Linked DNA regions of Mus musculus: all the other regions are linked to region 2. A link is a contact called in public Hi-C and Micro-C data. All regions are on one chromosome and are shown on one strand. The core of a region is the stretch at or near the end of the contact, and the rest is flanking DNA. Distances in the headings are between cores, read along the strand shown. Region 1 holds the start of Dhx38 (DEAH (Asp-Glu-Ala-His) box polypeptide 38). Region 2 holds the start of Cmc2 (COX assembly mitochondrial protein 2). Region 3 holds the start of Tmem170 (transmembrane protein 170).

Region 1 (3,887 bases), core at 729-3,228, 7.4 Mb after region 2:
AGCTCCTAATTTTTGGCAAGTCATTTCCTAATTGAAAAATCCCATGACTGACAAGTCACTATTGACAGTACCCACAGAAGATGCAACTGGGATATTAGTTACTCTGCATTTAATTTCAAGGCTTGTTAATGCTATGAAATGTGATTTGCCTTTCTCCCCTTCATCAAAAATTATATTTCGTGGTCTGGATTAGGGCTGGGAGGATAGCTCAGTTAGTAAAGTGCTTGCCTGGGAAGGGTGAGGACCCAGTTCGATCCCCGGAAGCCATCTAAAAAGAAGCCTGGCCTGCGAGAGTAGCTCACGAACTCAGTGCACTCAGCCAGATCCTTGGGATTTGGTGGCCAGTCAGCCTAGCCAGTTCACCAAGTTGCAGGGCAGCCTGAGACCTTGTTGTCAACAATACAAAACAAAACAAACCCAAACCCAAACACCTAAGGTTGCCTTTGGTGTACAAACATGCACTGACAGGTGTATATACATGAGTATATACTCATGCACATACACAACAATGCACACATAAGATATGAATAAAATTTACACAAGAAATGAAATTGTTCCACCTATAAGCCACAGTTTATTTTAATAGTTTTATGTGCATGTCTTCCTGCCTATATGTCAAATTCCCTGGGACTGGAGTTAAAGATAGATGTGAGGTGCCACGTGGGTGCTGGGAGCTGAATCCCTGGTCATGTGGAAGAGCAGTCAGTGGTCTCAACCTCTGAGCCATCTCTCCAGCCTGTAGGTCACCCTTTAAATAGGGAAGCTGACTTCCAGGAGGGGTTTCATCAACTGTGAGTGTAGAACAAATTACTGATGAAAGAGAAACACAAAGAGAATTTGGACCCGTCTCGCCGTTAGAATTCACGTAAGCAAATCCCGTACTAGTAATAAAAAGAGGAAGGGGGAGTGTGGCGTGTCACCAGAGAGGGTCGGTGTGCTACAGGCCAGATGTTGGAAGGAGGGGGAAAGCGACACCACATCCAAGACAGTGTTCGCATGAGGGATGCAAATGGAGAATCATAAAAATTATGAACACTAAACACATTTGGAAAGCCAAGTTTTGCACGTAGACAAAGGATAGCAAGTTAAAAGGCAGATTTAAGAAATGCATTGAGTCTACAAACACCAAGTGAGACGGTAACACTCAGAATGGAGAGAGAGCGGAGGCATGCCTACTTCGTTGGAATTTGGATGCAAAAGCTCTTTGGAAAGAAAACTGGCCTCCTCTTTACACAACAGCTCTACTTTTGAGAATATGAACATAGACACAAAGACCTATGTTCATGTCTGTCAACAGGGCACTGATAGTAGTAGTCTTGCGAACTATCTTATACAGCTACTAAGAAAAGATTCGGAAGCAGTATGTAAAGTCTGATTCTTCTTTTTTGTAGAAACTTAACGTGTAATGCTTTCATAGGATAATGGAAATAAGCATCCTAAGATATAACCAAAGGACATATCTGAACATGAACTTATTTTCCAAGGATCTCGCTTAGTACCCCAGAGTGGCCTCAAACTTGTGGCAATCTTTATGCCTAAACCTCACAACTGCTGGGATTACAGCGGTATGTCACTTTAATCTACGTCAGGGCTGACGTCTACAAAACACCCAACGCATGTTTTTGATAAGAACCTGGTGGTTGGGTTCCCCCTGGTTCACAGGTGCCATGGAGGACACTTCGGTCTACATGTCAGCAACCCGGGCTCCTCCACCGGTTAGCTAGGGCACAACTGCCTCTTTCCTCACTGCCATCCTGGGAAAGACCCCAACTAACCTGGGCTGTATCCTTAGAAACGCTTCCTCCGACAGGAAAAAAAAAAAAAAAAAAAAAAAAAAATCCTCCCAAACGGAAGTGAGAAACACGGACGCAGAAAACGAACGTGCCACCGCGCGCCCCAGTCAATAGTCCGGTAATCCGACAAGATTATTTTAGTTCCTTTCCACTTTGCACTGGCCGCCAGCGACAGGAAGTGACGTCATTTCCGCCCTTAGTAAACATGGCCGGTCTCGTGTTGTCCTCCCTTGCACACCCCCGAGCCAGAGGCGGGGTGTTGACTCTTACGCCAAGCGCGATTGGTCGCAAGGAGACTCTGAACCCAGAGGAAGAGACTGAGGCTCGGAAGGCCTGTTCGCGGGGTTGCACTCTGGCGTCCCGGAACCCTGGATTTGTGGGCTGCTCTCGATGGTCTTTTTGGACGGATAGAAGGCTCCGCGCAGGGCATTATGGGACGATGATGGCCGCTTTCAAACAGCGGAATTTGCCTCTTTGAGACCCTCGGATCGAGCGGTGGCCGCGCTGGCGTCTCCAGATCAGGAACCGAAGGCCTCGAGAGTCGTGCTTGGTGAGGTGAGCGTCTCTTTCTCTTTCCAGATCTGTCCTTCGGCAGCCATGGCGGCTCCAGGCGGCCGGTGTCGGCTCGCGGCTTCTGTTTGGGCCCTGATTTCAGAGTTCCTCTAGTCCTTGTTACCCAAGTTTCTCTATTTGCTTGAGCGGAGAAGTTCATTCAGCCTTCTCCGGACTTTGTCCATGTTCTGGTCTCATCCCGGTGTTTGGGAACGGCCCCACGGAGATTCAGGGGTCCTCCCTGTGCCCTCGTTTAGGGCAGTACGCGAACCTGGTACCCGATAGTTGGAGAGCCTGGGTAGGGCTTCTGGTGCCTTCCTCCTGTCTCACTGAAGAGTCTCCACTAGATCTGGCGGATAATCTATAAGTAGAGTATTAACCCTAAGAGGAAAGGGCTCTTGTTTTTCCTTTATCGGTATTGTTGAGAATAGCAAGTGGATTAACGACGCATGCAGTAAGCAGTTGCTAACCTGAGAAGTCCATTGTGGCTTCTTTGTCACCGATGTTTCTCCATAGTCTGGCCGTGGACCGCTTTATTTGCTATTTTGAGCCGCTAATTAAGTCCTTCCTTGTCCTGTGTTGTGAATAATTTCCTGTCCAGAGAAATGTCTGACTTCCTGTTCGCTTTCAATAAATGATATCTAATCAGGTTTTTACTTTGCCATTTGTTAACAAGACAGACAGTAGTCTCTGCTTGCATGCAAATGACACTTTAGGATGTAAGTCGTTGTATCTCAGCCTTCCTGTCAAGATTTCTTAATATGCATATAAGATGCGACTTTGTTTCTCTCTTCTACCTCGGGAAACTTTTGCTTCTTCATCCACATTGTGTTGCAGCGCCCCTTGGGAGAGCTGTGCATGTTAATTAGAACACAGCAAAAGAAGTCTAGATTCAAAAGTCACAGTTCTCATGCTTTATAAACTTAATCGGAATGAGAATAATTAACTACATGTCCAACATAGGTCCAAGCTTATAATCGGGTGGTGTTAGATAAAGATGAATTTGACATCAGCCAAACACCTGGGAGGTCTTACAGTCTCTGAAACACGTTCCAGACATGCTCTTTCCTAACATTTCTTGGAAGTAATTTTGGCGAACACAGTTTGTTATTCAAGAGATTTTTTTTTTTTTTTTTTTTGCCTGCTATGGGATGCTTTTTTTCTCTTTTCCCACAAACCACTACTGATCCACAACAAAAGTCAGCAAGTGTGTAGAATATGGATGGTGAAATCGTGTGCTAGCTAACTTCTCTGCTCTGTGGAACTTGTGACTTAAAGGGAATGGGATGGGTGGGTGGGAGAATGCATATCAAAAACCAGGAAGGGAAGTCAGGGTACAGGAGCATAATACCAAGTATGCAACCGTCACATCAGTGTACCAACAATTGATTCTCACAGTGGTTCTGTGGATTGTGGAAAGCAGAAGTGATTGTGGTTTCACACATAGAGAACTAATGACTAACCAAGACAACTGCTTACTGTCCCAAAAAAACCAGAAAATGCCAAGAGCCTGGAGTGAGTTAGTTACTTAGTTTATTTCTT
Region 2 (4,325 bases), core at 1,200-3,699:
TCTGGTCCCGGAACTGGAGATAGAGGCAGTGGTGAGCCCTTGATGTGGCTGCTGGGACCTCCACTGAGGTCCTCTGCAAGAGCAACAACGAGTTGCTCTCTAGCTCCTTATCTTTATCTCCTGAGACAGGGTCTCACACAACCCAGGCTGGCGTGAACTTCTGATCTTCCTGTCCCCATCTCCCAGGCACTGCTGTTACACGTGTGCGCTACCACATCCGGTTTCATGTGGTTTGGGAGATGACCCCAAGGCTTACTGCATGCGGAGGCAAGCATTCCACCAACTGAGCTACCTCTCTAGTCCCAGCTGAGTTCATTTAAAAAGGTGTGCACCACCACTGCCTGGCTCCCCAGGAAACTTACTGCAATCATCCAACAGTGGTTTGTTTGTTTTTTTTTTTTTTCCAATCTTCCATCGTTTATTATTTTTACAGAACCACCTGCAATTGGCTTTATAATTTTATCATAGCTACGTTAATTTTTTTTTCTGCTCAAGACAGGGACTATGTTGATCTTATTCACAACTATGTTTTTAAACTCTATAGCCGTTTTATAACTGTTCTGGCAGGAGCAAAGTCATTCTAAAAAGAGGCACTTGTGAGTGTCCCCACAGAGACATGGAGTTCAACCCAGGGATCTGATGGGGAAGGAAAGGCTGACACCTGGTGCCAGTCAGAGGGAGCTTTTCTGTCTCCTTGTCAGACCCTCTTGCAGAAGGGACTGCAACACCAGGGCAACGATGTCTCAGAGATGGGAGGACCACACCGTGACTAGGGCTGCTTAGTTGTGTATACCCTCTGCTTTCTGTTGAATCTTCTGTTTCAGGACTCAACACTTGGTGTGTGGGTCACTAGACCTCTTTGCTCTTCCCAGTGTGGCCACACTGAATACATGTCTCTTTTCTGCCTCTCATTTAAGACTTGTCTTTTTTAGCCAGGCGGTGGTGGCGCACATCTCTAATCCCAGTACTTGGGAGGCAGAAGCAGGCGGATTTCTGAGTTCAAGGCCAGCCTGGTCTACAAAGTGAGTACCAGGACAGACAGGGCTATAAAGAGAAACCCTGTCTCGAAAAAACAAAACAAACAAACAAACAAACAAACAAAAGACTTGTCCTTTTAAGTGGCCTATGGAGCCTAGCTTGTTAGGGCTGCCAGGGCTGGGGGGTTCTGATCCTAGCAATTTCAGTCACCATGAGCCAAATCACACAGCGAGTCTGGTCACCCAAGAACAATCTCATATGCACTTGACTAATGACTGATGGAAGAGTGACTGGATACCCACCCTAAGCGGTATGCACAAGGGAAGGATATAGTTCCACTGTCTGTCAACTATTAAACCAACACCTTGTTCGTGACAACATCTGAGAGCGTTTTCCTGATCCTCAGTGAGGTAAATTAGAGGAGAGTGTATGCAAAGCAGGCATTTCTCCTATCCCAGTACTGACCAGGCCAGATGCGGCTATAAACTTCGGAGATCAGGGCCTTCGGGGTGGGGTGCCCAATCCTTAGCACTTCCGAAGATTCTTAATTCTGAGTGATCTATCTGCACCATGCCCTTCCTAAAAGAAATGACAGAAAGGGCGTAACACATCAACAAAGTTAGCAAGTCTTTGAGTGAACTTTCTGCCCTGTTACTATTTCAATTTCTATTTTCTAGCGCTTTATTCATGGTAGCAGCTAAGACAAGGCTGTTGAATGTACACGTGACAATAACGATCCGGTAGACCCGCATGGAGCACAAGGAGTATAGCAACAGGAGGCATGGACAAAAACTGAGGCGAGGCTAGGAATTAGAGAGCTGACACCTAGGCTCGACGGAACCTAAGGATCAAAGTAAAGCAGCTCTTGAGCGGGCAGCCCGGAGCCTCCATGGCATAAACGCCAAGGGACATAAAACCCCGCCCCACTCCGGGCGGATATGACGCCATGGACGCTCATCCCGGCCCTCTTGGCCCGGACCCGGCCTCCACTAGTGTCACTCCTAGGCTAAGATCCCGTGGCGGAACTGCGCCGTGGCAAGGCCCCCGTAGATGTCTGAGGCCTGGCTCCTGTAGTCCTCCCGCCGCCTCCGAGTCCAATTCGGTGTCGCTGAGGCTGCCTTACCAGTCCACATCGCCCGCCGTCTCTGCAGCGGTTCCCGCCGAGGTGCTTTTGAAGCCGCCAATGGCCGCTCGGGCCCCGCCCACCTGGCAAGCCCTCCGCACTGCTTCGGCTGCACGGGGGGACGCGGCTGTGGGCGCCTGATGGAAAACGCTTTAGATCCCCAGAGTCGCTGTACTCAGAGACAGGATCATGTAAATATAATTGTTCTCCGTCTCGAATTCCACCTGGCAGTCATCTCTGTGTGCTGTCCCCGCCGAGCCCCGGTGGGATGGCCCTAGATCCCCCTCAGCATGGGACAGTGGACCGGTCCAGGCGGAGCGATGCATGCAGGATGACGCATGCGCGGAGCGTCGGTGCTTGCAAGTCCTAAGGGAGCTGCGGGCTCCGTGTCGGTGACTTCTCTTTCTGTGCTTCTTGTAGGGGCTGAGTGACGGTGAGTGTCGGGTGTCCTTCAGCCTCCGGGCATCTGGCTGCCTGTGGCGGAAGGACGCGGCTCTTTAGCTTCCCACGCCGCGCTAGGTTCACCCATGTCCCTGCCCTTGGACCTTTACTAGGAACACTCTTCTTGGTGAGCCGCGGGCATGAGCTGTCACACTGCTGAGATCTGCCCGCCGCTCGCTGGCATTGCGACCTTGGGCGCGCGCCTGGTCGAGTGCGCGTACCCTGCTGCAAAACTTTGGAGATGCGTGACACTGAGGGCGCATTGAGCTAACTGTTCTGGCTGATAACTAATCTAGGGAGCTGCCGTCAAAAGTTTCTTTACTGAAAAGTCACTGGACTGGCTGGTGATGTGGGTATCTGTAAAGATCCCCCACGGTACACTTGACAAGGAAAGTAATGTTTAGGGTCCGTTAGATAGGCTTCGAGGACGACTGTGAGTGTTTTCACAATAGATGTATTAGAAGCCTCTGTTAAAACTTCTCGAAATCAAACAAAACCCCAGGCAAGGAGGGTAGGATGGTTTGCTTCAATCTCAGCTCTGGGGAGGTGGTGGAGGCAAGAATCAGGAATTCAAGGTCACCCTCAGCAACATAAGGAATTTGAGGCTACACTAGACCCTGTGTTAGTAACAAAACCCACTTTAAATGTATGCAACTTTGCCTTGGCAAAGGGATTCTCTTGACATCTTTTCTGTCTTGTACATCCAGGCCTTGGTATTTGGTTGATCGAAGTGAAAATACGCCTCTCCATTTTCAGTGTTAAATGTCAACATTCAGCAGACATTTATTTCTTTTTTCCTCTAAAATTTCCCTGGTCTTAGCAGACTACTTACCTGCCTACCTGGCACTAGTAGGAGATTGTTCCAGAATGATGCAGAGGAGGCCTATTCTTTTTTTTTTTTTTTTTTTTTTTGGTTTTTCGAGACAGGGTTTTTCTGTGTAGCCCTGGCTGTCCTGGAACTCGCTTTGTAGACCAGGCTGGCCTTGAACTCAGAAATCCGCCTGCCTCTGCCTCCCAAGTGCTGGGATCAAAGGCGTGCGCCACCACGCCCGGCAGAGGCCTATTCTTTTGAGAAGCAGTTTTAAGGTGATAGTTGAGAAATGATCATGTGTGTGTGTGTGTGTGTGTGTGTGTGTGCGTGTGTGTGCGTGCACGCCTGCCTGTCAGAAGATGCTCACTGGAGTTAGTTTTCTCCTTCCACCATGTGTGTTTTGAAGATTGAATTCAAGTCCTCATGCACTTGCTGGCCTTAATTAGTGTGTATTTTTGTATGTGTCTGTTTTGGGATTGGGCCTGACCTCAGTCCAGCCAACCCTCATGCTCTATGTCTATATCTGCCTTACGGATTTGAGACCTGCTTTCTCCTTAACTGTGTTAGCTTGCTGTTTTGGCTAGGTTGGCTAGCCATGAGAACCTTCTTGGGGTCTGCCTGACCCGATCTCCGCAATAAGGGGTGCAGACACCTAAGGCACAGCAAGAGCTTTACCCACCAAACATCTCTCCAGCTCCTTGCTTATTTTAAACTATTAGGAATGGCAACTGTAGTGTAAGTTTCTTTCTTGGGCAGCCAGAATAGCAAAATCTCTCTAAAAGAAATACAGATGGCGTTAAAATATAGGGATGTCACCTCTTATAATACCTTCTCTTATCAGCACGCATTTCCTCATACTAGAGTCACTCTATTTAAAAATGTGCTTCCTGGCGCTAAAGCAAGGGATTTGTTCCATAAGGTTGCGTGTTTAGGACTTAGGTTAAATAGAGTTCTTCTTGCCAAGAGTGGAAG
Region 3 (4,345 bases), core at 1,668-4,167, 5.0 Mb after region 2:
ACTTAATCACTAAGCCACTTCTCCAGCCCCCTCCTCAACTTGAGACAGCTCAGGCTGGCTTTGCACTTACCAGTAATCTTCCTTTCTCTTCCCAGATTTGAGATTACAGGTGTGAGCTGTCATACCTTACACTCTTATGCTCTCAGAGCAGTTTCTGTTCCTTAGACTCTTCTTTTGTGCTTATAAAGATATGGAAGGGCTCCATGAATTTGTGTGTCACTCTTGAGCAGGGGCCGTACGAATCTCCACATCATTCCAGTTTTACCTATGTGTCATGCAAGAAGCCACTCCTTTCCTTTCATTCTTTCATTAAAAAAAAAAAAAAAGTAATAGAAGCCAGATATAGGGCTGGTGAGATGGCTCAGTGGGTAAGAGCACCCGACTGCTCTTCCGAAGGTCCGAAGTTCAAATCCCAACAACCACATGGTGGCTCACAACCATCTGTAATGAGATCTGACTCCCTCTTCTGGAGGGTCTGAAGACAGCTACAGTGTACTTACATGTAATAAATAAATAAATAAATAAATCTTTAAAAAAAAAAAAAGAAGCCAGACATAATTTGCACAGAAAGTTGCAAGCCAGCCAAGAGAACGCAGCAAGACTTCATCACAAACCAAACCAAAAAGGTAATAGAAATTGTGGGAGTTTATTCCAAAGGAGAAATGAGAAGATTGGATGACCAGAAAAGGCAAATACTCAAAAGTCTCAAAGTACATTTTCCCTACAAAATATCGATGCTTTGCTTTCTAGGTCCTTCCATTTGGCTGTCAAACCACCAAATTTTCATGTCTATATAGGCAATCTACAGATTCTCCCTGGAAGGCTTCTTAGGGACCTTTGTGAAGTGCTGGGGATCAAACCCAGAGCTGCAGGCATATGAGGCAAGGCGTCTCTCAGAGCTATAACCAACCCAACTTTAACTTCTTTCCTTTGGGAGGGAGGTGAACATCTGGGCATTAATGGATATAGCACACTTATGGGAAAGGGCTGTTGGCATTGTTCATGCTATCCTGTAAAAGCAAAAATCCTACAAAATCTAAAATGCTGACAAGATGTCTAAATATACTGAAAAACAGTTGCTGTAAAAGGTTTTAAAGTTATTGATTTATTATATATGTGTATTAGTCTGGATTCTGCAGAGGGAGAGAACTTAAATATTTATATTTATTAATGAATATGTTAAATTATTTATTGAATGTATCATATATATATATATATGTATATATATGATTTATAGAGTGGCTTACAGGAAGTGGTCCAGCTAATCCAGCAATGGCTGTCTACTAATGGAAGGCCCAGAGTCCAGGAGTTGTTCAGTCCATGGGGCTGGATGACCCCGCTGGTCTTTCAGTATACACTGGAATCTCTAAATAGGTTCTAATGCCAGTGTCTTAGTTTGGGTTTTACTACTGTGAGGAGACACCATGACCGAAGCAACTCTTATAAAGGCAAACATTTCATTGGGGCTGGCTTACAGTTTCAGAGGTTCAGTCCATTATCATCATGACAGGAAGCAGGGCAGCAGGCATGCTGGAGAGGGAGCTGAGAGAATCTCAGCAGGAGAAACTGTCTCCTCCGCACTGGGGTGGAGCTTAAACACTAGGAGACCTCAATGCCTGCCTACCCAGTGGCACACTTCCTCTAGCAAGGCCACACCTCCTAATACGTGCCACACTTCGCATGGGCTAAGCATATTCAAACCGGTAGATGGCGTGGTTCAGATCAAAGGTGGATTTTCCACCTCAAAGATCCAGATTATAGGTATTGCTACTTTAAATCCCTCACAGGTTTCGCCAGCCATTGCGGTTTTAGTTCATTCCAGGCGTCGTCAAGTTTACAACCAGGGAGAGCCATGGCCATATGTGTGTGGGAACCTGTGCAGGTCAAAGGACAACTTGCAGTTATGGGTTCTCTTTTACCACGTGGGCTCCTGAGATGGAACTCAGGTCACAGCTCCTAAAAGTTTCAACTTCTGTGACTTAGAGAATTTCTGGTCCTTTTTTTCTTTTTGGTTTTTCGAGACAGGGTTTCTCTGTATAGCCCTGGCTGTCCTGGAACTCACTTTGTAGACCAGGCTGGCTTCGAACTCAGAAATCCGCCTGCCTCTGTTTTGGTCCATTTAAAAAGTCTTATTTTTGCTTGTTGGTTGTTCGGAAGTTGAACCTACAGTCTTTTGTTTTGTCTTGTATTTGCTTTGGTTTTGGTTTTGACAGAGTTTCTCTATGTAGCTCTGGCTGTCCTGGAGCTTATTCAGTAGAGCAGGCTGGCCTCGAACTCAGAAAGCTGCCTGCCTCTACCTCTTGAGTGCTGAGTTTAAAGGCACGTATCACCACCGCCCAGCGAACCTATAGACTTTGACAGGCTAAGCAACTGGGGTTGGAATCTAGGGATGTGCAGCTAGGCTGGTTCTCTGTCAATACATATTCAGTCCTACAGAGAAATTTGAGTAGGCTAGTGGTCACTTAATTTTTATTTTTGGTGATGTATCCTTGTATACTATTTTAAAATGTATGTGAGTCTATGTGTATGTGAAGGTAAAAAGACAACCATGGGAGTTGGTTCTCACCTTTCACCATATGAGTCCTAGGGATGGAAGGCAAATCCTTCATGCTTGGAGGCAAACACCTCGCCTCTACCCGCTGAGCAATCTCACCGGACTTGTCCTACTTAAAGGTGGCACTAAAGAGGGCAGAGCCCAACACACCCAGATGGAGCAGAAGAAACTTGCCACTAGGGGCGCAGCATGCCGTGGGTTTCTCTAATCGAACGCAGCGCCAGGGGGCGGGAACAACCGTTACCCCGCCCCCTCCATCTGCGGCGCCCTGTGATTGGAAGGAGAAACGATTACTCTAGCAGCGCCGTTGGAGTGGGCGGGAGAAGAGGGCCGGCCAAAGGTGACGCCGTGGCTGCGGAGGTGCGGTACTCCGCGGCGCGGCGGGCGGTGGATGGCGGCGGGATGGAGCGCGAGGGGAGCGGCGGTGGCGGCGGCTCAGCCGGGCTCCTGCAGCAGATCCTCAGCCTGAAGCTCGTGCCGCGGGTGGGCAACGGGACCCTGTGCCCCAACTCCACTTCGCTCTGCTCCTTCCCAGGTACGCCCCGCCCCGCGCCTGCGCACTGCGCACCTGTCGCCTGCCTCCCAGGGCGAGGCCGAGGCAGCCCTGGAATCGCACTTGGGGCGACGGCTGTCCAGTCCTAGTGACTGCTAGTATCCTTCCTCTGAGAGCCTGTGTGCTGACGCTGTCCTCTGACTCTGTCCTACACCCACTTTCCCACCAGCCTGCTCAGACCTGTTGCGGATTCCCCCACCCGCACCTAGAAGAACTTAAGACAGAACTTCTAAATTGCTCTTAGCTCTTACCCGGGCTTCGCCGCCTTCTGCCAGGAGGGCTTTTAAAGTTACATTTACATTGTAGAACTGCTACAATTCAGAAAGTTGTGGAGAAGAGAATGATCCCCTGAGGTTATTAATAAAGGCCCTCAGGGGAGGGCATGATTGCTTTGGGTTTTTGAAGGCAAGACGACAGAGGCGGGGGTGGGGTGGGGTGTGGGGGGGTAGGGGTATTAGGACACTGCCGCAAAGAGAAACTAACCCAGTGACGTTGTAAAAGAGGATGACGGGTGGGATTGCTGACTGCAACCTTCGACCAGACACCTGTGAGTCTCATCTACTGGGCAGCGACTGCCAGGCGCCTCTCGGTGGACACCTGGGACCTGCCTGTGTAGTAGCTGACAAGGTGGCTGCCTTTTTGTTTTGTGGCAGCTGAAGATGTTAGCTTGTGATCCTGCCCACAAGAAAAGAGTCTGGGAGTTCAGATTGTTTCCAGAAGTACTAGTGTCCCACCTGACAGTGATTACAAATAAATACATATATAAATAAACAAACAAATCTGAAAGTGATTACAAATAAGTAAACACACAGACACACAGCATTCTGGCGACCTTCTCCAAAAGATGAAGGGTTCTTTCTTTCCTAGGATTCAGTGAGTCTGTTCTAACTCATTTTCTTACTTCTCTCCCAACTATTAAGGAGATTTCCAAACCTGAGAAGGCGAAACAGAGAATAACAAGTACCCATATGCTTAGTTCGGGTGGTAAAAGTCACATGTCTACTTAAAAGCTGAGGCTCATTAGGCACTTGTGAGACCATCATAGGTGGGGTTAGGTAGGCCTAGATGGTAGGCTAGATTATGGGGCCACAGTTGTATATTTGGCTGGTGTTGATGGATGTCTCATGCAAAGCAGGACTATTCTGGTTTTACAGCCTTGGTCACATCAATGTGCATGTGTGTACACATCACAATTTAACTTCCTGCACTGCGGAAGACGAGACATTAGGATTCTTGAG

Evidence for each region. A called contact is a pair of places that touch in the nucleus more often than the background predicts.
Region 1: a contact with region 2 is called in a Micro-C map of the HL-1 cell line, with 4 times the contacts expected there. The contact joins the promoter of Dhx38 here to the promoter of Cmc2 in region 2.
Region 3: a contact with region 2 is called in a Hi-C map of B cells, with 5 read pairs. The contact joins the promoter of Tmem170 here to the promoter of Cmc2 in region 2.

The regions. Positions count from the first base shown.
Region 1 is chr8:109,563,952-109,567,838 of GRCm38.p6, reverse strand. It overlaps Dhx38 (DEAH (Asp-Glu-Ala-His) box polypeptide 38), which reads left to right and starts at 1,978. Exons shown (of 27, transcript NM_178380.2): 1 at 1,978-2,348. It overlaps Txnl4b (thioredoxin-like 4B), which reads right to left and starts at 1,947. Exons shown (of 4, transcript NM_175646.4): 1 at 1,776-1,947.
Region 2 is chr8:116,919,560-116,923,884 of GRCm38.p6, reverse strand. Cmc2 (COX assembly mitochondrial protein 2) reads left to right here and starts at 2,449. Exons shown (of 4, transcript NM_026844.3): 1 at 2,449-2,534. It overlaps Cenpn (centromere protein N), which reads right to left and starts at 2,145. Exons shown (of 12, transcript NM_028131.3): 1 at 2,102-2,145; 2 at 1,444-1,557.
Region 3 is chr8:111,875,247-111,879,591 of GRCm38.p6, reverse strand. Tmem170 (transmembrane protein 170) reads left to right here and starts at 2,917. Exons shown (of 3, transcript NM_025781.2): 1 at 2,917-3,089. The coding sequence starts at 2,957.